Linked DNA regions of Rattus norvegicus: region 1 is linked to region 2. The links are chromatin contacts, called in public Hi-C maps. All regions are on one chromosome and are shown on one strand. The core of a region is the stretch at or near the end of the contact, and the rest is flanking DNA. Distances in the headings are between cores, read along the strand shown. Region 1 has its middle 38 kb from the start of Ahctf1. Region 2 overlaps LOC108352581 (a long non-coding RNA gene).

The links. Hi-C and Micro-C count contacts between places; a contact is called where the count stands out from the background.
Region 1: a Hi-C map of Schwann cells shows a contact between it and region 2, with 5 times the contacts expected there. The contact joins two enhancer-like sites. A contact is called at or near these places in 3 of 12 Hi-C or Micro-C datasets (Schwann cells, kidney and liver).

Annotation. Positions count from the first base shown.
Region 1 is chr13:94,103,110-94,109,835 of GRCr8, forward strand. No RefSeq gene overlaps it. Among named protein-coding and RNA genes, the nearest start is that of Ahctf1, 38 kb to the left of the region's middle. Within about 2 kb of position 4,687, at least 28 of the 93 cell types and tissues checked have an H3K27ac peak or open chromatin away from gene starts, as enhancers often do. A contact at or near this core is called in Schwann cells and liver, where this site is marked.
Region 2 is chr13:93,920,859-93,927,546 of GRCr8, forward strand. LOC108352581 (a long non-coding RNA gene) reads right to left here. Exons shown (of 5, transcript XR_010057306.1): 1 at 4,500-6,688. Among named protein-coding and RNA genes, the nearest start is that of Sccpdh, 7.9 kb to the right of the region's middle. Within about 2 kb of position 1,438, at least 19 of the 93 cell types and tissues checked have an H3K27ac peak or open chromatin away from gene starts, as enhancers often do. A contact at or near this core is called in Schwann cells and liver, where this site is marked.

The DNA.
Region 1 (6,726 bases), core at 3,437-5,936, 190 kb after region 2:
GTGATCCATCTCCGTTGACTTTACTCTCCTCACGTCACACAACTCCAATCCCCAGCCAAGGCTCTTCAGGCTTTTCTTCTTAGAAAGTCCTTTTCTGTCCTTTGGGTATTTTCCCCTCTCCCTGGGATTTAATGAGAGGGGATTCTTCCCTTCCGTGACCTTCTGTTTCACTAGGCATGCTGGAAAACCGCTTACTGAGACACGGCATCCCTGAATGTGTCTTCTCTCCATCTCTGTGTCTGTCTGTCTCTGTCACCCATCCCCTACCACATGAGCACTTATGAGTGCACATGCGTGTGTGTGTGTGTGTGTGTGTATGTGTGTGTGAATGTGTGTATATATGTATGTGAGTATGAGTGTGTGTGTGTGTGCGTGTGTGTATGTATGTGAGTGTGTGTGTATGTATGTGTGTGTATCTGTGTGTGCGCGTATGTGTATAAAAGATTGATATGTCATCAAAGTGAGGCTAACTCTCTGTTCTCTGCAAGTGGGGCATGTGACAGGGTAGTGGTTTCTTGGGACTCATTGAGGGGCTATCTCAGGCAAAGCTGCAAGAAAAAGGGGGAAGCAAGGGGTTGGGGATTTAGCTCAGTGGTAGAGCGCTTGCCTAGGAAGTGCAAGGCCCTGGGTTCGGTCCTCAGCTCTGGAAAAAAAAAAAAAAAGCAAACAAATAAACCAACGTAGGAAAAAGGGGGAAGCAGGTTGGGAACGGGGGTCAAGCAACAGTGGCCTGTCTCTTTCTTCCTGTTTTTTTTGCCTTCTCCAGGTCCGAAACTTCTGTCTTTCTAGCAATTCTGCATGTTACTCAATGTCTTTCCAGGATAGCCTGGGCCTGGTGCCAGCCATGAAGTTCCTGATCCGGTTACCAGGCTGTGGCTAGAGGGAGGGATCCCTCTTTACAGCAAAACATTGTAGTCTCAGAACATGGGAGATTGAAGAGCAAGCTCTTGCCGGTTAGAGCAGGTTTTCATCCTGACCCAGGGACACCCCGGCGGACACTGACCTGCCAACACATTCCCTTTGATCAAGAGGCCTCTTTTCTCATCTAGTCTCTACCCTGCTGGCCTAACTCTGTCAAACCTCTGCCACTTCAAGACCTCACTGAGACTCCTGCTTCCAACAGTTCTAGGGACCACCACCTCTGCTGTGGTCCCCACTACCGTGACCTTGACTAGTCTGTTGTTGAAAAATACAAGTCATGGTGCTGGAGAGAAGGTTGAGCAGCGAAGGGCACTCCCTGCTCTTGCAGAGGACTGGAGTTCAATTCCCAGCACCCTCACCGGATGGCTCACAGCTACCTTAATCCAGCTTCGTCCTGGCATGTATGAGGTTCTAGGTTTGATCCCCCATACTATAGAATAAAAATGAGGAGGAAGGCTCATCCTCTTGGGACTGGAGAGATGGATCAGTTGGTAAGGTTCTTACCATGACATGCAAGGCATGTGTCCCTGAGTTTGTATCCCCAGCACTCACGTAAAAAGTCCTGAGCCCTGCTGCCTGTCAGCCCAGCAGAGATCAAGTAGAAATGAGGCTCCCTGGAGGTGGCTGACCAGCCCGACCAGCCGAACCACTGATCTCAAGGCTCCGTGAGAGACCCTGTCTCAAAATATCAGGCAAAAGGGTATTGAGGAAGATACCACATGCATCAGCAGATGTGTATATGCAGATACGGACATACATGCACACGTACGAACATGCACACAGCATACACACAACCTCACAGATATTGTGAATATCCCTGCCTAGTTCATCTGCCCACATCTTGGCCTCATCTACTGTCCCGCCAAAGTATAAAGGCAAAGATTAACTCCAAACCCAATCATTAAGATGCTGGTTTTTCAAAGAAGGGGTTTAAAACACAATGGCCACTCTAGGTGCCTGTGGAACCACGTGCCTGGCACCCCACAGACAGAGCACTTCTCCTGAATGAACTGCTGGCCCAGCCTGCTGCACAGTTACAGGGCAGTGACTCAGCTGCCCCATCACACTCAGTGCCCAGGTCCAGGACAAGCCGCCCAAAAGAGGCTCAAGAGCACCCCCTGGAGTCTAAGAGCTGTCACAACTGCTTAGAGAAAACTGAAAAAAAAAATGTTATTAACTGAATGAATCCCATCTGCCTGGGCCTCAGGGTATGAGGCCCAAGTAGCTGTCTGACTCCCTCCCAACTGTATAAACGACATCACCTATTCTGAATCCTGGGAGTACCCGAGGGTGTCGTTAGCTTTAGCTGCCTGGTTGACCTAGTCTAGGGTCACCCGAGGGAGCCTCAGTTGAGGGATTGGCCAGATCAGATTGGCCTCCCACCCATAGTGTGAGGGCCCAGCCCACAGTGGGTGGTACTACCCCTAAGAAATTGCTCCTGGGCTCTACAAGAAACCTAGCTGAGTCAAAGCCAGGGGTTGAGCCGACAAGCAGAGCTTCTCTATGGTCCCTGCCTCAAGTTCCTGCCCTGACTTCCTTTAGTGATGGACCGTGAGCAGGAAGTATAAGTCAAATAAATCCTTTCCTTCTCTAATTTTGGCCAAGCGTTTTATCATAGCAATGAGAATTAAACTAGAACAGGGGGATTCAATATTATCTTTTATTATTTATCTCTGCGGTACTAGGGATTGAACCCAGTGACTCACACATGCTAGAAAGGAACCCTCAAGTCATCAGTCCAGTGGCTTTCTTTCTGCTCTGGCCTCTCCTCACTTCACTCAGTTCTGTTCTGTTTATCCCACACGTCATCCCTGTACCCATCAATGCACTGCAGCCCTGGCTAATAATGACAGTCAACTTGGCAGGATCTAGTGTTTCCTAGGACACCAACCTCTGTACATGCCTGTGAGGTGTTTCTAGAGTGGGACTGTGGTGGGAAGACCAACCCTAGATGAGGGCAGCACCTTCCCATGGACTGGGGTCCTGGACTGAAGAAAGAGAAGAAGCAAGCTGAGACAGCATTCCTCTACCTCTGATTCCTCCACTGAGGTGGGCTACAGGTGTGACTTATCCAGGGAATGATTCCCGGGGCAGAGATCTAGGTCGAGTCAGTGACAGCTGCCTCTCAGACTCCTGTGCTTTCAAGCTGCAAGCCAAAATAAATCCCTTCACTTCCTTCCTTCAGTTGCTTTTGTTAGCACAACGAGAAAAGTTACTTCAGGTGGAAGTTTCTGGTTGTGTCATGTGATGCAGACTTACGTGGCGCAGTGCTGAGGCAAGATCCGTGGGAGGACGCGTGATAGCTAGCTTTGCCATGCTTAGTTGGTCTCAAGTCTTCACTGATCTTCACTTCATTGAGAGAGGGATGCTATCCTGATACTACTGAACCGGACTGTTCATATCATGATGAACGCAGACTGAAATCACTCCAAAGAACTGCTTCTAAGTGGATGTTTCCACTTCCCCTTGCTCTACTCACCATCTTCTCTCCCCTACCTTTGGATGGAGGGCTAGAAGGGGGGTTGAAATATTAAAAGTAGGTTTTGAAAACTCTAAGCCTATTAATGCACTTAGCAAGCCAGACTTCTTCATTCTTCTATTTTGCATATATAAAATCCACACAGCCTGGAGTAGTGGTGATACCTTTAATCCCAGCACTCAGGAGTCAGAGGCAGGTGGATCTCTGTAAGTTTGAGACCAGCCAAGACAGCATAGAGAAACCCTACCTTCAAAAAAAAAAGTCCTCAAGGTGTGTGTGTGTGTGTGTGTGTGTGTGTGTGTGTGTGTGTGTGAGATCATGTTAAACTCCGGTCTTCCAGGTGGCTGGATTTACAGGTATGAGCCACTGTGACTGACTCTCATTCCAAATATTATTCAGAATTTACTACTATGTCAGATTCAATGCCAGATATCAATGATACTGGTTTTGCAGTTTAGGGGAAATGAGATACTAATTAAATGAATATATACAGAAGTCATTAAACTGTGGCACTGGCCTTGAAGGTCAGTGTGAAAAATGCCAGTGTCGATGGCAGAAGGGGCTGATTTTTGCAGGTCAGGGGAGTTTCCCTTAACAGGGACTGATGTCTGCGCTGCTATTTGAAGGGTGAATGGATTGAAATGGAGAGAGAAGGAGGACGGGGAGAAACTCACTCCCTGGATGGAACTGGAAAGAGTGACTTCCTGAAGGTGAGGAGAGTTTGTGGTGTCAGAGACCAGAAAACGCCAGTGTGAGGGAGGCTCTGAGGAGGAGGGTGTCCAGTGGGACCGACCTGGGGTAGTGGTGGGAGCTGAGTCAGCTGCCTAAGGGCATTCATGAACGACTAAACGGTTTTTAAACTGGCTGCCCTGTGCAGGATGGATTGAGGGGAGAAAGTAGCTGTTTAGGAAGGAGGAGGAAGGGAGTTCCCAACAGGCGAGAGAGAAAGAACAAATGGGGAAAGTGTGTTGAACGGCAGGTGTTTTGACTTAGAAATTGACTTGAAAACTACTGGAAACAGAATGTTCATAGACTGCACTTTTCCTTTCTTCCTTTGCATCAAAATGGTCTGTGATTGTCACTTTCCTCCAACAGCAGCCTCACAAAGATGGACCTAACCTCAGGGCAGCTGTCCTGGTGACTTTGCTCCCCCGGAAGGCCTGCAGTTCGCAGCTCTCCCGGGAGGTGGCAGCAAACGGAATCTAGCCGGTCACTTCCCCATCGCCCAGCGTGGCTTCCGGCCGCGAGCCCTGGACTTCTTGGGAAATTTCCCTCCATTCCAATTTCTCTATAAAGGTTTTTCTGAGTAGCCTCGGCCGGCTGAGGGTGTGACTTATCAAGGGAGTGTCGGGACAGAGGCCTCGACTGAGTCAGTGATTTTTTTTTTTGTGGCGGGTCCTCCCTCTTTATTTTGGGCTGCTGCGGCTTTACACAGGCTTCCTGTGGCAGTGCTGTCTTTTCACAGCCAAAGCCGCGGACCGGCAGGGACATTCTTTCTATATTGGCTCAGACCTAGGGTCAAAGAATGAGACAGGCTGAGCCCAGGTGATTCTGGAGGTGGGAGTAGATCTGGGAACCCTGTTAAAACCTGAGTCTGCCCAGAGAGGGAGACAGGCTCCAAAAGGCTGTTGGCAATAGGCTCAAAACTGTGTAAGCAAACGACTGAGATCTCTCAAGTAAAGTTAAGGGTTGAAGAAAGAGTGGGCTAGCTAGTAGGTAAAGGAATACAGCACACATAAAGAGGAAAAACCCGGAGATTAGGTTAGGGGTCATTGCTGAAGGAGCAAACATCAGAATCCAGGGCCTTCCTTAGCTCCAGGGCTGGTTTCTGGAGACTAGTGTGCAGGCCTGAAGCTACTATATGACAGACCCTCCAGGACGTGCCTTTCTTCCCTATCTGACAGGTCTTTTCCTCCACCTCCTGCTTTTTTAAAATCAGATCTCATGTAGCCCAGGCTAACCTCAAACTCACTATAAACGTCTGGTGGTCTCGCCTCTACCTTCTGAGTGCTAGGATTATGGGTGTGCAGACCTTGCCTGGTTCCTTCAGCGCTAGGGATTGAGCCTGAGCAATCGTGTGTGTTCCGTCTGTGCAACTCAGCAAACGTGGGGAGGGGATCTGCAGTGCATAGCTGTGTGTGAGTCAGCTCTACATGGCTGTAACACGGTACCTGACAGACCCATGAGTTACTTTGGCTCATGATTTCAGAGGTTTTCCATGGTTGTCAGCCCTTTGCCCTGAGCCTGTGGTGGCACAGGCCATAATGGTGGTGGCCTGGAGCAGAGGAGATTTATCACCTCACAGCAGCTGGGAAGCAAAGAGAGAAAGGAAGGAGCCATGTGTCAAGAGTGCACCCCCCGGAGAGGAGAGGTAGCTTCCTTCTATGAGGCACCACCTCTTAAAGGTACCACCCCCAGCAACATCACAGACTGGTGACCAAGTTTCTTACACACAGACCTTGGAGGATCATTTGGGACTGGAACTATGGCAATAGCCCACCCATCCCTTAACCCAGATACTCTGCAAGGATATCAGGATTCCTACTCTCAGACACTGCTAATGAACCCTGATGCTCACCGGTCCTCTCTAACAGGCCTGGTAGAATAGTCCCATGTTTTGGTATTCTGGATTTCCTAGTAGGAGGAAATGTGTGTGCTCCAGCCACCTTGAATAAATTTCAATTATCAGCCAGCTATCTATCTATCTATCTATCTATCTATCTATCTATCTATCTATCTATCATCTATCTACCATCTCTGTTGGTCTATCTATCTGTCCATCTGCCTGTCTATCATCTATCTATCTATCAACCTATCATCTATCTATGTATCATATCTATCCATCATCTATCTATCAATCATCTATCTATCTATCATCTATCTACCATCTCTGTTGGTCTATCTGTCTATCTGTCTATATGTCTATCATCTATCTATCTAATCTCCACCCACATATTCACTAATTGCCTCCATTACCTGAGACACTTCCTCTCTGTTACATTAGGCAGGGTTCTCCAGAACAGTAGAATCAGAAGGGTACATGTGTAAATTAGGAGAAATCCCACAGTCTGCTGTCTGCAGGTTAGTGACACAATTCAGTCTGAGTCCAAGGATCTGTCCACGTGCACACACACACACACACACACACGCACTCACACACTCACCTGTTGAAGATTGTCTTGATTGTGTTCACAGAGGTGGGAAGCCCTGCCACTGGGGGAGCCTGAATTGTGGGGCAGGGGTCCTGAATTGTGTAACTAGAGAAAGAAAGCTGAGCTGTCCACAGACTTGCGTTCATCCCACTCTGCTTCCTGTTTGCGGAGGGG
Region 2 (6,688 bases), core at 188-2,687:
ATAAAAGAACTAGGGGACTTGGTAATTTTGCCACTTTGTGTGTTATGTGCAGCCAGATCATAGTTAATTTATTCTGAAGGCAAATGCATAATCCATGAGCCAACCTCTGTCGTGTCTCCAGTGTTGAGGGGAGTGTGGGTGGGGTAGCAAGAGAGGTCAAGCTGGGGGGCTCCCTCTCCATGGGATCTGCAGATGTGTTTCTTGCCACTTTGGAAGAGATTAGTTGGTGACCTACTTCCTGTTACACAAGTTATGCTGTCATTCCAGAGGGTGGTGCTCAAAATAGCCCTGAGCATTTGTGTTCCATGAAAGCTCAGGGGCAGGCACAAGTACTTCCCCACAAAGAAGTGGATTCCACAGCCCAGGCATATTTTGAGGGCTCCATCTCAAGCATTCGTGGCACAGGCTGCAGGCTCCAGGTTTGAGACAGGGACACTGAAGTGTCTGTCTGCCCCCTGCCTTCTCATGTCATCCCCTAAGAAACAGATCTCTCAGAAACACCTGGCCTTATGACGATTCTTTGCACAAGGTACAGGGCCCTTTGATAAGGAACCACAGGCCACCTTCTGCCTTTGTCTGAAACAATGTTCTCCGGATGTTCTGCTGAGGCTTTTCTACAGCACATTAAGAAATCAGAACTGACCGGGCAGTGGTGGCACACACCTTTAATCCCCGCACTCAGGAGGCTAAGGGAGAAGCATCCATGTGAGTTCAAGGCCAGCCTGGTCTACAGAGTGAGCTCTAGGACAGCCAGGGCTATGCAGAGAAACCTGTCTAGAAAGAAAAAAAATGAAACAAAATGAAAAGCAACAACAAGAAGGGGATTCAGACCTAGAGGGATGTCGCTCAGGTTCACAGACAGAACTTGCCTAGCATTGGGAAGCCCTGGGTTTGATCGCTGGGCATGGAGACACACAGCTACCCCAGCAGCTGAGGGAAGGGAAGGAGGATCAGATATCGAAGTCATTCTTGGCAAGTTCAAAGCCAACCCTATCTCAGAAAACAAACAACAGCTTTCATCCTAAAGGCCGCACTGGCGCACTACATAAGAGTCCGTAGCCTCACCCCACTTCCAGTCCTCTGTCTGTCTCTACTCCCCTCAGCTTCCTGTTCCTGCTACCACAATTGACAGCTAACCCTCTGGAGCCATCGGCCCCAAGGAAAGCGACAACGAAACCCCTCTTTCTTCTATAACTGGCTCTCAGTTGCGGCATTTTATTGCAGCCACAGAAAAGTAACTACCATAGGCAGGAGACAGGTTTTCTACTCGCTCCGTCCGTTGTGTAGGTGAGAACGGGAGTCCATCTACATTTGCTTCTCTGCATGTCCCTTCACCGTGATTAGCGGCCACGGGGCCACTGTTCCCAGGAGCGCCTCAGGAAGAACAGGCTGACATTCTCCAACATCAGTCTGATGGATGGATGTGTCGAGGCCTGTGTTTTTCTGTCCCTGTGTCTGGCACAGAGATGTGTTTGTTCAGGGCTGACGGTGTGCTGGGCTCAGTGCTAGGCAACATGACTCTCGGCCTCCTGAAATTTAACGTTTTGGGGTAACAAGGTCACCAAGTGTCCTTCCTAAAGAATAGGAGCAGGCTACATGTTTAGGCTGTGTCTCTTGGTAGCAAGCATTGCATGAGTTAAGCAGGGGAAACCAACCTTAGTTGAGGCCCACTGTGTTCCAGGACCTGGTGAAAACTGTTACCCACTTTAAAGTCACATCAGATCTATGAGGTCGTTCATTCTTTTATAAGAACTGAAGTAACTCAGTGAAATTCAGAGACACCCACCAGCACAAGCTTAGAAAATGGCTGAGTTAGAACATGAACTCAGACTTTCCCCAGCCCTAATTCCTGCAAAATACATCCTCCCAAACAGAACAATAATTAACTCGGCCTTCTGGAAAAAGCAGGAGGTCAGAGTCTGTGAGTGCCATGTCCAAGGTCGCTGGCATAGCCAGTTGAGCTGGTACCAACCAGAAGCCTGCGCTCTCTGGCTCTCTGGCATTTCCTTAGCTCAGCTGCAGCCTGTTCCCCACACTTTTCTTTTCTTTTCTTTTTCCCCCCGGAGCTGGGGACCGAACCCAGGGCCTTGTGCTTGCTAGGCAAGCGCTCTACCACTGAGCTAAATCCCCAGCCCCTCCCCACACTTTTCTTTCCTTGTGCCAGATGATGGTTGTCACCAGTTATATCACCCATGAAGTGGCATCGTGACTGTCACTTTCAAAAGAGGGGGCGAAGTAGGTGGGCGCGGCTGCTTCTTGTCTCTGAGGCCCTCACAGATCTGTACTCCTGGTACAGGCTCAGGAGTGAGGCCACCATTTTGCCTCACTTTGGCTATTCCTGACCTATGAGCCACACCAGGTTCCATCTCACTCTACAACTGACACTTCCTCAGGCCCCGAGCCTTCTGCTTCAGCTCCATCCAGACTGGTGGCTCCAAGCAGGCAGTCAGGAAACCAGAGTTCGCTATTTTACCAGTTTTAGTTTCTCGGCTTGGTAGCACCAGTGTGTGTAGAACACAGAAAGAATTGTATAGACAAACAGCATTAATGACTAGCAGGGGTGGTGGTGGCAGGGGCATGTGCTTCTTGCCCAGTTCTGGAAGGAACCAGGAGCATCTGCATTGGCCTTGGACCCCTGTGGCACCTCCTTCTGTTAGCTCAGCTCCTCTGGAGAACCCTGACTGTTACAAATGGTCGGTGCCTCCAGGACGAGCACAAGTAGATAAAACATTCCCATATTAATATTGATTGCTAGGTATTCGTGAGCACGTTGCAATGTCTACTGTGGGTGCTTGCACACCTCCTGTGACAGACATACACAATTCCGTGGCTAAGCAGGAAGAGGAACGGAATCTGCTGCTGCTGGTGCTTACATTGTGTCCCTAATGTCCCTCATACAGTAACACAAAAATAGGGGAAACAGCAAAAAGGCAAGACTGGCCTTTTGTGTTTGGCTAATGCTTCAGTTGCTCTAAAAAATGCTTAGGTAGAAGCTTAGGTAGAGTGTGTACATCTGTGATCCCAGCATCCAGTAGTCAGAGACGGAGGATAGGAAGAAAATTTGAGGCCAGGCTGGACTGCATGTGAGAATCCATGCTGTAAAGGGGTAATGGGAAAAAGATAAGGGAGAGGAAGAGGAGGAGGAAGAGGAGGAAGAAGAGGAAGAGGAAGAAGAGGAGGGGAGGAAGAAGAGGAGGGAGAGGAGGAGGAGGAGGACAGGAGGAGGAAGAAAAGAAAGCTTAGTTTATGGCCGTGATCTCTCCAAGAGAGTGAACCAGGTATCACCTGTGTCTTGAAACAGAAGGGCCTCTAAGATGCCTAAGGGCACAGAGTCAAAGTCTAGTCAAAACCGTGGGAAGAGTGATCAGAGTGCCTGGGGCCTTTGTATTTGGGAAATGTTTGTGCCAAGGAAAGCACACAGCCTATGAGCAAGAACCAGAGAGCTCCATCTAGTGATTCCAGTGAGTTCTTCCCTGATAAAATTAGTATAAGAAAGCAAGACTCTCCTTCCCAGGCAAATAAAACAGAGCACCAAACCATTCCACACCCCCAACACACGTAAGCCACATTTTTATATATTTATAGTTTATATATGTAATATATATTTATTTATAAATATATAAATCAAAATACTTTATGTGGAAAATTTTCTGCTTATAAAACTATATACTGGCAAGCAAATAATTTCATTAATTTAGGAGCACCAGCTCTTACCACGTGGACACCTTCTGTATTGATGTCATCACTTTTTGTAGGCTGTATCATTGTTTTAGGGTTTCTACTGTTACAACAAAATACCGTGACTGAAAAACAAGTTCGGGAGGAAAGGGTTCAGTTTACATTTCCACATTGTTGTCCATCACGGAAGGAAGCCAGGACAGGAACTCAGACTCCTGGAGGCAGGAGCTGATGCAGAGGCCATGGAGGGGTGCTGCTTACTGGTTTGCTCAGCCTCTTTCTTATAGGACCCAGGAGCACCAGCCCAGGGATGGCACCACCCACAATGGGCTGGACCTTCCCCATGAGTCACTAAGAAAATGTCTTACAACTGGATCCTATGAAGGCATTTTCTCAATTGACAGGCCCTTCTTTCAGATAATTCTGGCTTATCTCATGTTGACACAGACTAGCCAGCACAGCTGACCCCTTGTCAATGTGACACACACAAACACATAACTATTAAGACACAACTCTTCCTTTCTTATTCATCCGCAAGATCTCATATTAAAATAATAAATAACTTCAAAAGTCCCACAGTCTTTCAAAATTCAAATGCATTAAAATTTCAGTCACTTTAAAATAGCCAATCTCTTTTAAAATCTAAAGTCTTTTAAAATTCAAAGACTCTCAACTGTGGGCTCTGGTAAAATAAAAAATAAATACCTTTTTTTTTTAACTGAGAAAGAGAAGAAACAGAGCACAGTCACAATCTGAAAAAAGTAAAATTAAACTCCCAACGGTATAAATAACAGAATGCCCAATGTCTGGGATCTACTCACAATCTTCTAGGCTCCTTCAAAGGACTTGGGTCACTTCTGCAGCTCTGCCTTCTGCTGCACACACAGCTTGTCTTCTAGGCTCTGGTTGACTCCATTCCACTGCTGTTTGTGGTTATAATACCATGGTACCAGCATCTCCAGAATGCTGGGGTCTTCTGCTGCAACTGGGCTGCACCCTCACCAATAGCTTCTCCTAGGCTCTCTTTACCGTGCCAGACCTCAACTCCTTTGCATGACCTCCTTCCGTCCTGGGCTCCCAACCTCCACTGAAGTGGCACCTTCACCAATGGCCTTTCCTGGCCTCTCACAGTGCCAAGACTTGGCCGTTCTTCATGACCCCTTTATGCCTTCCAAACCAGTACCACCTGGGTGATTCTTACATTATCAAGTTCAGCTGCCAGCTTGAGGTATAACCTTGGTTGCTGTCTTCGTTATGGTCAAAACACCATGACCAAAAAGCAAGTGGGAGAGGAAAGAGTTTATTCAGTTTACAGTACCATACTGCTGTTCACCATTGAAGGGAGTCAAGACAGGAATTCAACAAACGGCAGAATCCTGGAGGCAGGAGCTGATGCAGAAGCCATGAAAGAGTGCTGCTTACTGGCTTGCTTCCCCTGATTTGCTCAGACTGTTTTCTTACAGAGCCAAGGACTACCAGTGCAGGGACGACACCACCCATAATGGTCTGGGTCCTCCTTCATTGATCACTAGTTGAGAAAATGCCTTACAGCTGGCCATTACAGCTGGGTCTTATGGAGGCATTACCTTAATTGAGGCTCCTTCTTCTCTGATGACTCAAGCTTGTGTCAAGTTCACATGTAACACCAGCCAGTACAGCCACTTCTGGGTCACAGCTTCTGTGTGCTCTCAGAAACACTTCACAGAAGATTCATCTCAATGATGATCTCTTCTTAATCACCACTAATTTCTCAGCTCCAGGCAATCAGCATTGAGCATTCCAGCAAAGCAGAGGTTTCATTTTAATAGTTCCGGTATCTTGTTAATCACAGCCAACTCTTCAGCCCCAGCTGACCAGAACCCCAGATTCTTCACACAAAAAGCCTGGTAGGGTCATTGCTTCCCTCTGAAATTTCACAAGCCAGGCCTCCATCATCTGTACTGCTTTTAAAACTCATTGACTTTTCTAGCCCAAAGTTCAAAAGTCCTTCCACAATCCTCACAAAAACATGGCCAGGTCTGTCCCAGCAATGCCTAATTACCCTGGTACTAACTTGTCTTAAGGTTTCTATTGCAGCAACAAAACACCATGACCAAACAGCAAGTTGGGGAAGAAACAGTTTATTGAGCTTACACTCTACATTGTAGTCCATCATGGAAGGAAGCCAGGACAGGAACTTGAACAGGGCAGGAACCTGGGAACGGGAGCTGATGCAGAAGCCATGAAGAGTGCTACTTACTGCCTTGTTTCACCTGGCTTGCTCAGCCTGCTTTCTTATCGGATCAAGGACCACCAGCCCAGAATGGCACCACCCACAATGGGCAGGGCCCTCCCCGAACAATCACTAATTAATGAAATACCTTACTGCTGGCTCCTATGGAGGCATTTTCTCAGTTGAGGTTCCCTCATTTCAGATAACTCTAGCTTGTGTCAGGTTGACATTGATACTAGCTAACACAATTACCCTTGTGATTATAAAATGTGTGTCGTTTAAGATGTTTTACAATATGTTTTTTCTTCTTATAAGCACTTGGAGTTTTGCATATATTTATGTTATTAAGTTCATATAACACATAGGAAAAAAAAGTAAAACTTTTGGGAAGCATTCATTTGTGTGTGAGAGAGCAAGAGTGAAAGAGAAAAGGACAAAGGCCTAAAGCCAGTCGAGCCCAGCATTTACTCAACTATTATTAATTATTATTAATGCTAGGCAGCCAAGGTTATGACCCAGGGGATAACAGAGCCTGGGTCTAGGTGGGACAAGGGTTGGAGCCTTTGCCAGTCTGCATATATTCCTGGAAGACAGGGACGGGTGTCACTGACAGAGAAACAAAATGCAGTCTTCTCTGAGGACCGTGAGTCACATCACATACGGAATGTGACAACTCACACGTGGAGGCAACAGATGGCAACTGCAGAAATAGTGTGTCTGACAGCTAGGTGTGTGTGGGTAATTAGCTCAAGCCGACACGCCATAAAAATAAGTGTGTGTCTTAGTTAGAGTTTCTAT